Linked DNA regions of Zea mays: region 1 is linked to region 2. A link is a contact called in public Hi-C data. All regions are on one chromosome and are shown on one strand. Each heading gives the region's core, a stretch centred on a gene start, on an enhancer-like site or on the middle of the called end of the contact. The rest is flanking DNA. Distances are from core to core; before and after follow the strand shown. Region 1 overlaps LOC103648919 (protein translocase subunit SECA2, chloroplastic). Region 2 has its middle 45 kb from the start of LOC100217036.

Region 1 (6,230 bases), core at 2,119-4,618, 150 kb before region 2:
CCTCTTGGACCTTTTTTCCTCTCTTAATATAATGACGTGCAGTCCTCCTGCGCGTTCGAGAAAAAAAGAACCCTAACCCTAATGGGACGGCCCAGATACATAACACACACTGTCTAACAGTTTCATCTCTAGCCTATGTCATCCTGCTCGTGACAAAATGCTTTCTTGATTTTGTTGCTCTTGTTCGCTACCACTATAACTGTACAATTAAATAGACAAGCTTTATTTTTTCCCAGCTGCGCGGCAGAGCAGGCAGACAGGGTGATCCTGGGTCGACACGGTTTATGGTGAGGTATGTTTGTTCCCCGAAAGAAGCACTTTAGCCTGCTAAACTGCTGTAACTTCTGGTATGATCTGATAATATAGTATATGCTTAATGAATTTGACAGTGTCTAACTTTTTACACTCAGCTTACAAGATGAAATATTCCAGAAATTTAATCTGGACACTGAATGGGCCGTGAGGCTAATATCAAGGATAACGAATGATGAAGACATAGCTATCGAGAGCAATGTTGTTGTGAAACAGGTCGGATTTGTATTTTTTTACAACGCCATATTCAAGCATCATGTGGTTGGTGGCATCACAGTGATAATCTTGCTGACGTTCATTGAGTCTTCAAAATGCAGCTTCTAGGCCTTCAAATCAACGCGGAGAAATATTATTTTGGAATAAGGAAAAGTCTGGTTGAGTTCGATGAAGTCCTGGAGGTATGCAACTGCCCCAAATTGCAGTACTTGTATTCTGTAGTATAACTTTTTGCTATTCACTTGCATAAACAATAACCTCAGGTAGCAATCTCCTTTTACTATCGTTTCTATTGTGAATACCCTTTTATACTCTAGTTATCCTTTTCCTCTTCAGATCATGATCACCAGATCTTGTTGTAGGGGTGCAAATTGGTGCCCCTAAGGGCTAGTTTGGTGGACCGGGAAATAGAGGGGATCCATGGGGGATCCCTTTTATACTCTAGTTATCCTTGCTATTCAATTTTGAATAACAAGTGGATCCCTCTCCCATGGATCCCCTCCATTTCCATGTCCACCAAACCAGCTCTAAGGGTCTTCACTAACCCTCTTTAGTTTAATTATTAGTACTAGTTTTCCAAATTTGGTCTCATTTTTGGAAGACTTGGATTCATTGGCAATAGAAATTATAGTAAAAAGGTATTCACAGTACATGAGTGCCTTTCAGTTTCTAATAGCATCACAAATATTCATGTGGATTCTTTTGTTCATACCTTCGGTAGGTCCAAAGAAAGCATGTATACAACCTTAGGCAGGTGATATTATCTGGTGACTCTGAAAGCTGCAGTGAACAAATTTTCCAGTAAGTTTACTATTGCCTCACGCATGAAGCTTTTGAATGTTGCTTATGAAATGGTAGAGCTATAAAGCATATTCTTTTGGATCAAAATTGTGGCGCAGAAATAATCCATCATACTTTAAGTCATTGTTTTTCACATGGTTTTTAAAGCGGTAAGGCGCTCCGAGGCGTTGGACCACCGCCTAGACGCCTAGGCGGCGCCTAGGCGACGCCTAGGCGAGGTAGGCGGGCAAGGCGCCTAGGCGTCAGACCACCGCCCGGACGCCTAGGCGTCGCCTAGGCGACGCCTTAAAAACAGTGGTTTTTCATCACTTTGTCAACACACCTTTCCAAAACAATGTTTGGCTTTTACGTAAATCATTACATGTAGTTACTTTTTTTTTGTTCAAAATGTTGCTATTTTTATTGACATGCCTTTAATTGGAATTCTATTAGGTACATGCAAGCGGTAGCTGATGAAATTGTTTTGGTAAATGTTGACCCCCAAAAGGTACTTGCTGTGTCCTGATCCTTATGTTCATTTCTGAAAGCATTTATTTCAGTGCCATGTCAGTTGTCAAAATCGTATATTTCTTTCAGCCACCCAAGGCATGGAATCTGGTAAAGCTTTTGGATGAATTTGTTAGTCTAGGCGGAAAACTGAGTGGTAATATGCACAAATTATTTTTAGCTCATGTTATTCTATAATGGCTATTCTGATTTCTGAGATGCTCTGCAGAATCATTCAAGGACATCCGAGAGCAAAACCTCCAATCAGCACTTGAGCAAATGCAAGGTTGGGGTCCTGTGAAGGCTGATAGTTTCGCCCTTCCAAACATGCCGTTGCCGCCCGATTCATTCAGAGGAATTCGAAAAAGAACATCTTCAATAACGCGGTGGTTTTCCATTTGTGTTGATGATACGTCAAAGTATGTCGTGACATGATACACATATATATTTTATAGATGGCACGATATAGCATTCACGACTATAGCTATTGATTTGAAAGTTTGTATGTTGCTTCTTTTCGATAAATCAATCCAGGAAAGGGAGATATACAAACACTGTGAATCTGCTCCGGAAATATTTTGGGGATTTTCTAATAGCTACCTACTTGAATGCCGTGCAAGAGTCCCGTTATGACGATGCTTATATAGGTGGAATTGAGGTTTGATTCTCTTTTGAATTGTTTTCATAAAGTTTGTCTGGTCATAGACCCTAACCAAACAATATCCATGTTTTTTTTTCTGGACTTTGGACATTCTGTGTTCCCCTACATGAAACATATTTGATTGCTTAAACATCTTCCGTAAATTTATTTATGAAAGTTTATACCTCTGTTTAATTGCAGAGGGAAGTACTATTGAAGACTCTTGATACATTATGGAAAGACCATTTGGTAAACATGAACAAGCTTAGTTCTGCTGTAAGTCGTTCCTTGAGATGTCTGCTTTCGAAATATTTACATCTGCTTTTCTTTTCCGAGAACATGTTCTTCAAGTTAAATAAAAAAAGGAAAGCACTGTAGACCAAAGAATGTTATTGCCTGTGCGTTTAATTGTCTGCTGAGTGCTGATGTCTTATTCCAAGTACTGTGGTGTTGAGTGGATTTTTAACTCTTGCTAGGTGAACGTTCGGAGTTTTGGACACAGAAATCCTCTGGAAGAGTACAAGATCGATGGCTGCCGCTTCTTCATCTCAATGTTGAGCGCCACACGACGTCTCACCGTGGAATCCCTTGTGCACTACTGGTCGTCGCCCATGGAGTCCGAGGAGATCTTCAACACAGAGGATCAATAGCAGAAGACCTGACGTGGACTGGTGCTGCAAGTTGTGGGCAGGTTAATTAGCAGAGAGGCACAGGTATAAACAGGAGCCGCGCGCGGCGTGTGTTAACCCTGTAAAATCACAAGCTGACATGGCCACGGTTGCGTCGATTTCGCGCTGTGGCTGTGCACCTACATATAAAACTAAGTACATCTCAATGCACAAGAGGGTAGTAACTGGATAGGTGTGGACTGCAAGACAGTCTGATCCATCCCACATCAGCAATACGGCGTTGCCGCAAAGTTGGCATCTCGTTCACAGTGTACTGTGGTCCTTTAGCCTGTCATGATGATGAAAAAGTCCGCTCTGTACCTTTTTCTTTCATCGCTCGTCAGACGGAACAGGAGAGTGCGGAATCTCTTGCTTGTGGATGACGAACTCTTCGTGCAGGTAGGTACGCAGCCTAGTGGTCATGCTTTGACATTGCCAAATATTTGGTTTTTAATTTTTTTTCGGGCGTGTGATGGTGGCAATTTGTAAGTAAAAAACTCTAGGGAGTATGGTACCGATTTAACCTGTGTGTACTGCTGCAGTTGCAACAATATACTGTACAAAAAGTAGAAGCCCGTGAATTAAAGCTTAAGTCTCCTGGATGCTGCTGGTTCGTTTTTTTTTCCTTTAATTTGTTTCACTGCTTGGATAACACAGTGATCGGTGCTCCAACTGGGCCATTGCAGCAGCGTTAGAAGGCATTTCTGCTTTGGTTACGCACCTTACACGTGGGAAAAGGACTGAACATTGTGTTGGCAATAATTCAGATATACAGTGCTGCGTGCACGAACACATGCAAGTGCGATGCATCTGGGCCAGGTTTCAAGCTTTACTGGACATTTCCTGCTTGATGTGTCCTGCGCCAATCCCACACGCTGACGCACACCAAGCCAGGACAAAACACACCTTGCATTTCACGCGTCTGTTTCGCGTGGGCGGCTCCACTTTTGTATGCCGCCTTTTCATGCTGCCGGTATCAGCGTGTCGTGTCGTCGCCCGCAGGCCAGCGGCGTTCGCGCGCGCGCAATCGCCAGCGTTGGTATGCTTCGCTTTTTTTTTTGGTTGGGGGTGCTGCGTCGTCGTCGGACCGACACACGGTGCTCCATGGTTCCATACTACAGTGCATCGGGCAGTGCAAATTATTGGCATCCACAGGCAGACATTGACCTGGACCCCTACCAATCTACTCTACCAAATGCGTGCTTGATGCTCAGGTACTCGAGACTTGGGCGTTCATCAGTCAAGGACATTGACTTGGACCAAGACCGACAGGTGAGACCGTGTGAGTGACTGGGAGTAGGGATGGATCCGCATACTATTTGGATATAATTTTTTTGTCTTATTTCTTCTATTGCAAACAAATAAAATATAAAATTTGCTAAACAAATTTATATTATTAGTTTTAACATTGAGATTATTAAGATCGATAAAAGGTAAACTTTAAATTCATTCTATATATTTTTTATATAGTTCATATAAAAATTGGATACGTATATGAATTCTGATTCGAATGTTTTTCACCTTTTTCGTCGTAGGAAGAAAATAATGCAAAAATACAAAATTTTATCCTTGTCTTCCATGATATTCTTAACCATATGTCTAAAAAGTAGTACTAAATTATATATATATCTATACCAAAATATTAAATTTGTCATATAATTTGGATGTTTAGAATCCATTCCTACCTGGGAGTTGGGACACGAGACTTGCCCGAGAGGGATGTAAATGATACAAATATTATCTATCTGTATTCGAATTTGATCCATCTAAGAGGGTTGAGACCTGATCCGTATTCGAGTACGAGTATCCAGTATCTGATCTATATCAGTATCCGTATACTCAAAGCAGATACCCATCGGATCTTATGTGACACAACTCGATAATATTTATATACGAATCTGACGAGAAAACCAAAAAACAAATATAAAACAAGTAATATTCGTTCGTATCACATCCTATTACATCCCTATTCATCAGTGCTGCGGCTGGCACTCAAGTAAATGTAGACTAATGGATCGCAGCAATGATTTCCTTCTCTTCTGTGTTGAACGAAGACCCTTTCGCACCACATCTCTCTTCTGTGCGAAGACCCTTTCGCACCACATCTCAGCCCACGTGGCCATCTGGTCAAAACCTAAGGATCCGTTCCACTCAGAGCTCTCTTTCTTTTCTAGTCTCCTGATGTACTACCTACGCCTCAAAATAATAAAAATCCTCACTTTCTCAAAAATCAAATTTATTGGATTTTGACTATATAAAAAGTATTAGTATTTATGACAATGAACACGTAGCATTAGATTAATTATAAAATATAATTGCATACGAAAATTATTTGAGATATAAATATGTAATTAAATTTTCTTTTAGGGTGGAGGAGTTGACATATTTTGATAAGCAGAACGAGTACCACAATGCAGTCGTTGTCATTTTTGAACACAAAATACTGCTTAATAGAGGCACTACAGGCTTAGGTGCTCTCCAATAAAGTTTGTGTTGAGCACTATATGTGGCACCTGAGGACGGTCCGGCCATGTGGCCTGGATGATCCGTGTCTCAGACTGTCGATCCGCGTCTCAGACCGGATGTAACACTCCGGGATCCACAAACACCCCGAAATGCTACTAAACTACATAACTAACATTCATATATAAAATTTCGACAACATCTCCTTTGAAAATTTGCATAAACGTGGAAGCAACAGAGTATAAACAGATATCATGATAAGAAAACATACTAGACATTAATAATCTGCTAGCAATGGGAAGATAACCATAACGACATAAACTGAATTAACTAGTGTACATGACTAGTTAAAAACAAACATCCATTACAAGAAGTTTCTAATTAAATCATGGTTGTGCCTGGGCAGCGTTATTATGAGAATGAAGGTGGACATGCTGCTACTTTCCTCATTCCCAACATGAATCAAGTACCTGCATTGAGTAATGCAAGAGTGAGATGAAAACATCTCAGCAAGTAAATTGTTTTGATGAGATATTTAAACCAAAAAATTGAATTAATCAACATTTTAAAGGGATCACAATTGAGATCAGAAATACTTGTAGATATAGAACTCAATAGTCCCAAAATAACCAATGCCATCTCAT
Region 2 (6,213 bases), core at 2,825-5,324:
AAGAAAAGATAAATGCATCGGGGCTTGCCTTGAGTTGTAGGAGTAGGTGCTTCTTCACCACAGATGTCAAAGTAGAAATTGTTCTCCACATGAGTATTCCTATCGAAGGGGCAACTTCTACTATATAATCTTCTTCATGTTCTACACGCAATAATACATATTTGGATGCTTATGTTATGCCATGAACATGCATGTTTATAAACAAGAATTACAAAACACTCTATTGAATACAACTTTCATTCACGGAGTTTATTAGCCATAATAACTTCCTAGCTAAATAATCTTCTAAGATTAACTTAACTCATCTTTTTCGGCTTAACAAGTTATAGCAAGTTCACTATTTCCAATTTCACTTGCAAAACTAACTCCTAACCAAACTTTGTTATAAATGGGTTTAATTCTTTGGACTATTATTGATTCCTTGGTCAAACAGTGTCCAAACAAGTTCAAACTTCACTCAAGGGCTAGAACAAACATACCAAAGCCTACTCAAAAGGTTTCATGATTTTTGGAACTCCTAATATATTTCTAACATTCTAATAGGCTTTGCATAAGCACCTGTAAATGCTATATAATTTATTGTTTGCACTAAAAATGTTGAAACTATGTTTATTAAATACTATCTAATTTTAGGAGTCTAGTAAAATTGGTCCCATTATTTTACCATTTTTCTACAATTTTTGCTAGATTTTGCAAGTTATTGGCAAAAGGAAAAGGGAAAATTATGACCAGGATTGGGCCAAATCTAGCCCGAGCCAACCCAACCCCGCTCAGAACGCGTGCGCGCCTGCGCCCGCGTATGGGATTTTGCGCAAAGGTCCCCAACGATTCAAATAACTGGAGATGAGCCCGCAACACTATTTTATTGACTCAGTGACATCTTCACTTAAACCCCCTATTCTTATTCCTTTACAACCTCAGGTCCCTGACGACGACGACGCGTTCCCCGACCACCCCTCGCCTGAACTCGCCGACGATGACCAAGATCAACGAAATCGAGTACATGTTGGTCACTTGTTCTCAAATGTTGTAGACCAAGAACAAGGCAACACAATTGTTAATTATTATGGACCTTCGTCCTCCGAAGCATTATCTCCACATGGGAATAACGCTCATCAGACGAAGGTCAAGAAGGACACACCTCCATCATTTAATATGTGAATGAAAATGTAAAAGGATGAAGACATTAACTGCATTTCATTAATTCATACATATTTGCATTTCATAAAACATGTATGAATATTAACTACATTTCATTAGCAAATGTTTCTTGCAAATCAGCAATGTGATTTTCTTGCTTCATGCTTTTGACTATGATATCATCAACATATGTCAACACATTCTTGCCAATTTGGGAGTGGGGAACTTTGGGAGTCATCCTGCTGAAGCTTCCTCCAGCATTCTTGAGCCCCTCAGGCATCCGAAGGTAGTAGTATGTCCCACTGGGTGTTATGAAGCTTGTCTTGAGCTCGTCTTCTTTCTTCATCCAAATTTGGTGGTACCCTGAATAATAGTCCAATAGGCTCATTAGCTTCGAAGTAGTTGCTCCATCCACAAGAGAGTCTATTCTAGGTAAAGGAAACTCATCCTTCGGACACGCTTTATTAAGATCTGTGAAATCAATGCACATTCTCCACTTTCCATTAGCCTTCTTCACCATTACAGTATTAGCCAGCCACTCTGGATATGTTACCTCTCTGATCACTCCGGCACTCAGAAGCCTTTTGACTTCGTTTCGTGCACCTTCTGCTTTGTCATCGGACATCTTGCGAAGCTTCTGCCTTCTTGGCCTGATAACTGGATCTACATTAAGTGCATGCTCGATGACGTCTCTGTTGACACCACAGAGATCATTGGCTGACCAGGCAAAGACATCCTTGTTGTTGAACAAAAACTTCAACAAGGTTTTTTTCTTGTTCATCAGACAGTTGTGATCCCAGCAACACCTTCTGCTTGGCTATGTCCTCGCATAGAAGCATGGGCTTCGGCTGGTCTGCTGAGGCAGCCTTATCTCTTTTGTGTTTGCACTGCTGATGAACTTCAGCTTCATCTATGTTATGGATAGCCTTTGAATCTATCCAATTCCCTTCGGCCCTTCTAGCAGCCTCTTGACTCCCATGCACAGCTATGGGGCCTTGGTTTGATGGTATTTTCATGCACAGATACGCTGGATGAAGTATTGCTTCGAAGGCATTTAATGTTCCTCGCCCAATGATTGCATTGTAGGGATACTCCATATCAACAATGTCAAAGACAACCTGCTCTGTCCTTGTGTTGTGAACGTAGCCGAAGGTGATCGACATAGTTATCTTGCCAAGTGCCACAATCTGCCTTCCTTCGAAGCCATAGAGGGGGTGCGTTGCATCATGTATCTTGTCGTCCTGCTCCTGCATCTGCCTAAAAGCTTTTCAAAGATAATATTTGTTGCACTGCCTGTGTCTACAAGGACATTATGAACCAGCAACCCCTTGATGACACAAGATATAACCATTGCATCATTGTGAGGATAATCCTTGAGCTGAAGGTCTTCCTAGGAGAAGGTTATTGGTATATGAGACCACTTGGACTTGATGAAGGGTCCTTGCACTCCAACATGTTGTACCCTTTTCTGTGCTTCCATCTTCTGCTTCTTATTGGCTAGTTGAGAACTTGAACCACCTGTGATTGGAAGCACCAGCTTTGTAGCCAAAGGTACCACAGCTTGGTTGCCTTGTGAAGCCATCGTCGCAGTCGTGAAAGTGAGTTCACTGGAGGTGGGCGCCAATGTTGGTCACTTGTTCTCAAATGTTGTATATCAAGAACAAAGCAACACAATTGTTAATTATTATGGACCTTCGTCCTCCGAAGCATTATCTCCACATGGGAATAACGCTCATCAGACGAAGGTCAAGAAGGACTCACCTTCATCATTTAATATGTGAATGAAAATGTAAAAGGATGAAGACATTAGCTGCATTTCATTAATTCATACATATTTGCATTTCATAAAACATGTATGAATATTGACAGTATCAGTATTATATTGATACCTTCGGCTTGCTCGAAGGTGAAGAAGCGAGAGAGTGATTACAACTCCGCGTGAACATTACGGTGTTTATTGTTCATCTATTTATAGGCACGAGACACAGCCTGGGTAAAATTACATTCATGACCCTTAACATTTATCTACAGACGACCTGGATTATTAAGGTCTATCTGGTCTTTTCTTCTTCTGCTTGAGCTGAATCGAAGCTGATGATACCTTCGGCATTCTGCATAGTTACTTCTACGCAAGGTCTTCGTCTTAAGAAGCTGAAACGAAGGTGATGATAGCTTCGGTGGGCCTCTGTATTATTTTGTCAAAGGTGTTTCTGTCTTGAGGACCTTCGGTGGGAAAGAAGATCCCCAACATTACATGTCGACCATTTCCGAACCTAGGCAACTTTAACCCACACGATATATATCTGGCAAAACCACCTCGGGATACTCCCTACCCATGAAGATGGTGGAGCTGTTCCTAGCAGTGTAGGATGGTAGAGTTTAAATTGAAGGTACGGCGAGAATCAGTGAGTCACCAGAACTCCAAAACGACGGTCGGGAAGGTGGGCGAATGGATGGAGCAGTGGGTCGACGTGGAGGGCGGCCTGCGACGGTGTCTAGTGATTGTGAGACGATGTTCTCAGAGTTTCACTACAGTAGATTTTGATTGGCCGACACCGTGAGAAACTAGAGGTCAGAGAGATACCAGAACAAGAATAAGAAGAGCATAAACTATCCGGAGAAGCGCTGGCCACGGTGAAGCTCCCCTACGACGCTGGTGACCGCTTTCAGGAAAATCCGATGAACTCAAGCTATAGTGGAAGAGAGGGGCTAGCTGAGGGTGGGTTGGGCACGTAACAGAGAGGCGGAGTGAGGGGAACACTCAATTTAAAGGGACTAATTGCGTGCTTCATGAATTTGGGATGAGAGTACCCACGGCGGCGGTGAGATATTGTCACCGAGCCCGTTCACCGTGGCACGCGAGGAAGTAATGGCTCAAGGCGGTAATTGGTTGCTTGCCATGACTTACAGCGACGTGGTGAAGCACACTATTACGTGGCATGGCAGAGATGGGCGGTGACCCCCGGCGTTGATAACACGGCGGGCCGCAGGGCAATTGGATGTCGTGGAGAAGCCGGCCAAGCTCCTATGTTCCTCCCCCTAAAGATCTTTTACCTTGGCATGTACTCCAAACTTGGCGCGAATCTCTGCGACGAGCTCGGATCATGGCGCACGACCACTGGCGGCAAGGTTCAGCGAACCGTGGATCTTTGTCAGTTACTGTTCCAATCGAAACTCCTTTTCAAAACTGCCTGATATAGAAAGTTTGAGGGCATATTACTCCCATTTCCAAGTAGTAACATACCAACTCGACTTTAGCAAAGTTGTTCTCCTATATATGACCTTCAACTTTGTCACAGTGACCCTAACCTTAACCTCACTAGATTATCCATAATTTAGCTCCAAAGTTGGACCGATGTCACTGTCAGTCTAGGTTCAAAGTACCCCCTTAACTGACAGCCATACTTCAAGGGTGTTTTACTCCAAGTTCCATGTAATTTTTGGGCTAGGTCACTTAATCAAATTGATACTACTATAGAAGCTCTACAACTTTGTCATGGTGAGTTATAGCAAAACCCTCATGGATTTAAAACTACAAGTGTCCAAAGTTGGCTCAATATCACTGTTTTTTAGAATTCCAAATTCTTGAGCACTTGTGAACTTTTGCACTTTACCCCAAATTGCTCCACAAAACTTGAATATCTTCAAATATAAAAGTTGCTTAGTTTTTGTTACGCTACCACTTTGATATATATACTTTTGGCAAAAAGTGGCTAGATCATGATTTTCACTTTGGCTCTAATGGGTGCGTTTGGTTGCGGGTCAGCTAGGACAGGGACGTCCCCTGGTGTCCCCTCTCGTCCCTCCAATTTTGAGGGACAACAGGGGACAACACTGGGATAGTCCTGTCCCAATCTTTGATCCAGAACCAAACAGCCTAATTTGAAGGATCGTCCCATCCTATCCCGTCCTGTCATTGCAACCAAACGCACCCTAAGTGTTTTGGAGCTCTCAATTGCCTTTAGGGGCTTCACCTCTTCTATACCTCACCCCTTAGGGTATAATCCCTAATTAGCAAAAGCACCCTCCCCACTTTGACCATATGGTCAATTGACTACTAACTCATGTGGTGACTCATTCCTCACTTGGTTCAAACAACCCTACAAAGTATACCCTATACCCAAACAAGTATCACATCACATGTTGTTTTGAAATTTTAGCCTAGTGGATGCATTCTAAGTGTATCACAAACAATGAAATGCAAGTGCACATGATGTCATGCCAATGTTTTAGTTCTCGTAACAGCATGGGTGTTACATCCTCTCCCCCACAAAAGAATCTTGTCCTGAGATTTAAACCTCCTAGGTAAGTAATGGAAAAGGAAATGTGTCACAACTTTATTTCATATCTTCTCTTACAAGGTAGGGGGTGAATATGTGTGTCTGACTGACTTTACAATAAAATGTACAAAACTTTAGGGTTTACAAGAAGCTAGAAACTCAGGAAAATGCTTTTCTAAATAATCTTCGAATTCCCAAGTGGCCTCTTCTTCGGTATGTTGATTCCATTGTACTTTATAAAACTTGAGTGTCCTTATTCTAGTGACTCGATCCTTTTGGTCCAAAACTCGTACTGGATATTCCGAATAAGTTAGGTCTGGTCCCAAGTTAACTTCTGATACATCCATGGTTTGATCGGGTACTCGGAGGCACTTCTTTGCTGTGATACGTGGAACACACTGTGTACCATAGACAAAGATTCTAGTAGCTGAAGTTTATACACAACATGCCCACATCGTTCAAGAATAGGGAACATACCAATGTATTGAGGTGCTAACTTTCCTTTGACTCCAAAATGGTTAACTCCCTTCGTTGGCGATACTTTCAATGGTCGGCGTCGCTTATCCACGTAATTCTTTTGTCGTGCTTGAGCTTCTCTTAAATTGTGTCGACTATGTTGAACCTTTTCTTCTATTTCCTTTACCAAATCAGGTCTGAAGAACCATCGCTCTCCTAGCTTTGACTAGTTTAAAGGTATTCTACATCGTCGACCATATAGAGTCTCGAATGGCACCATTTTGATACTCTCTTGATAACTGTTATTGTAGGAAAATTTTGCAAGAGGTAAATAGTC

The links. A called contact is a pair of places that touch in the nucleus more often than the background predicts.
Region 1: a contact with region 2 is called in a Hi-C map of leaf, with 4 times the contacts expected there. The contact joins two enhancer-like sites. A contact is called at or near these places in 2 of 25 Hi-C or Micro-C datasets (ear and leaf).

The regions. Positions count from the first base shown.
Region 1 is chr2:132,340,004-132,346,233 of Zm-B73-REFERENCE-NAM-5.0, reverse strand. LOC103648919 (protein translocase subunit SECA2, chloroplastic) reads left to right here. Exons shown (of 30, transcript XM_020548408.1): 21 at 237-292; 22 at 411-528; 23 at 630-710; 24 at 1,250-1,329; 25 at 1,762-1,816; 26 at 1,906-1,972; 27 at 2,045-2,234; 28 at 2,350-2,473; 29 at 2,657-2,731; 30 at 2,932-3,715. The coding sequence ends at 3,105. Among protein-coding and RNA genes, the nearest start is that of LOC103648919, 32 kb to the left of the region's middle. Within about 2 kb of position 3,368, at least 20 of the 20 cell types and tissues checked have an H3K27ac peak or open chromatin away from gene starts, as enhancers often do. A contact at or near this core is called in leaf, where this site is marked.
Region 2 is chr2:132,195,527-132,201,739 of Zm-B73-REFERENCE-NAM-5.0, reverse strand. No RefSeq gene overlaps it. Among protein-coding and RNA genes, the nearest start is that of LOC100217036, 45 kb to the right of the region's middle. Within about 2 kb of position 4,074, at least 3 of the 20 cell types and tissues checked have an H3K27ac peak or open chromatin away from gene starts, as enhancers often do. A contact at or near this core is called in leaf, where this site is marked.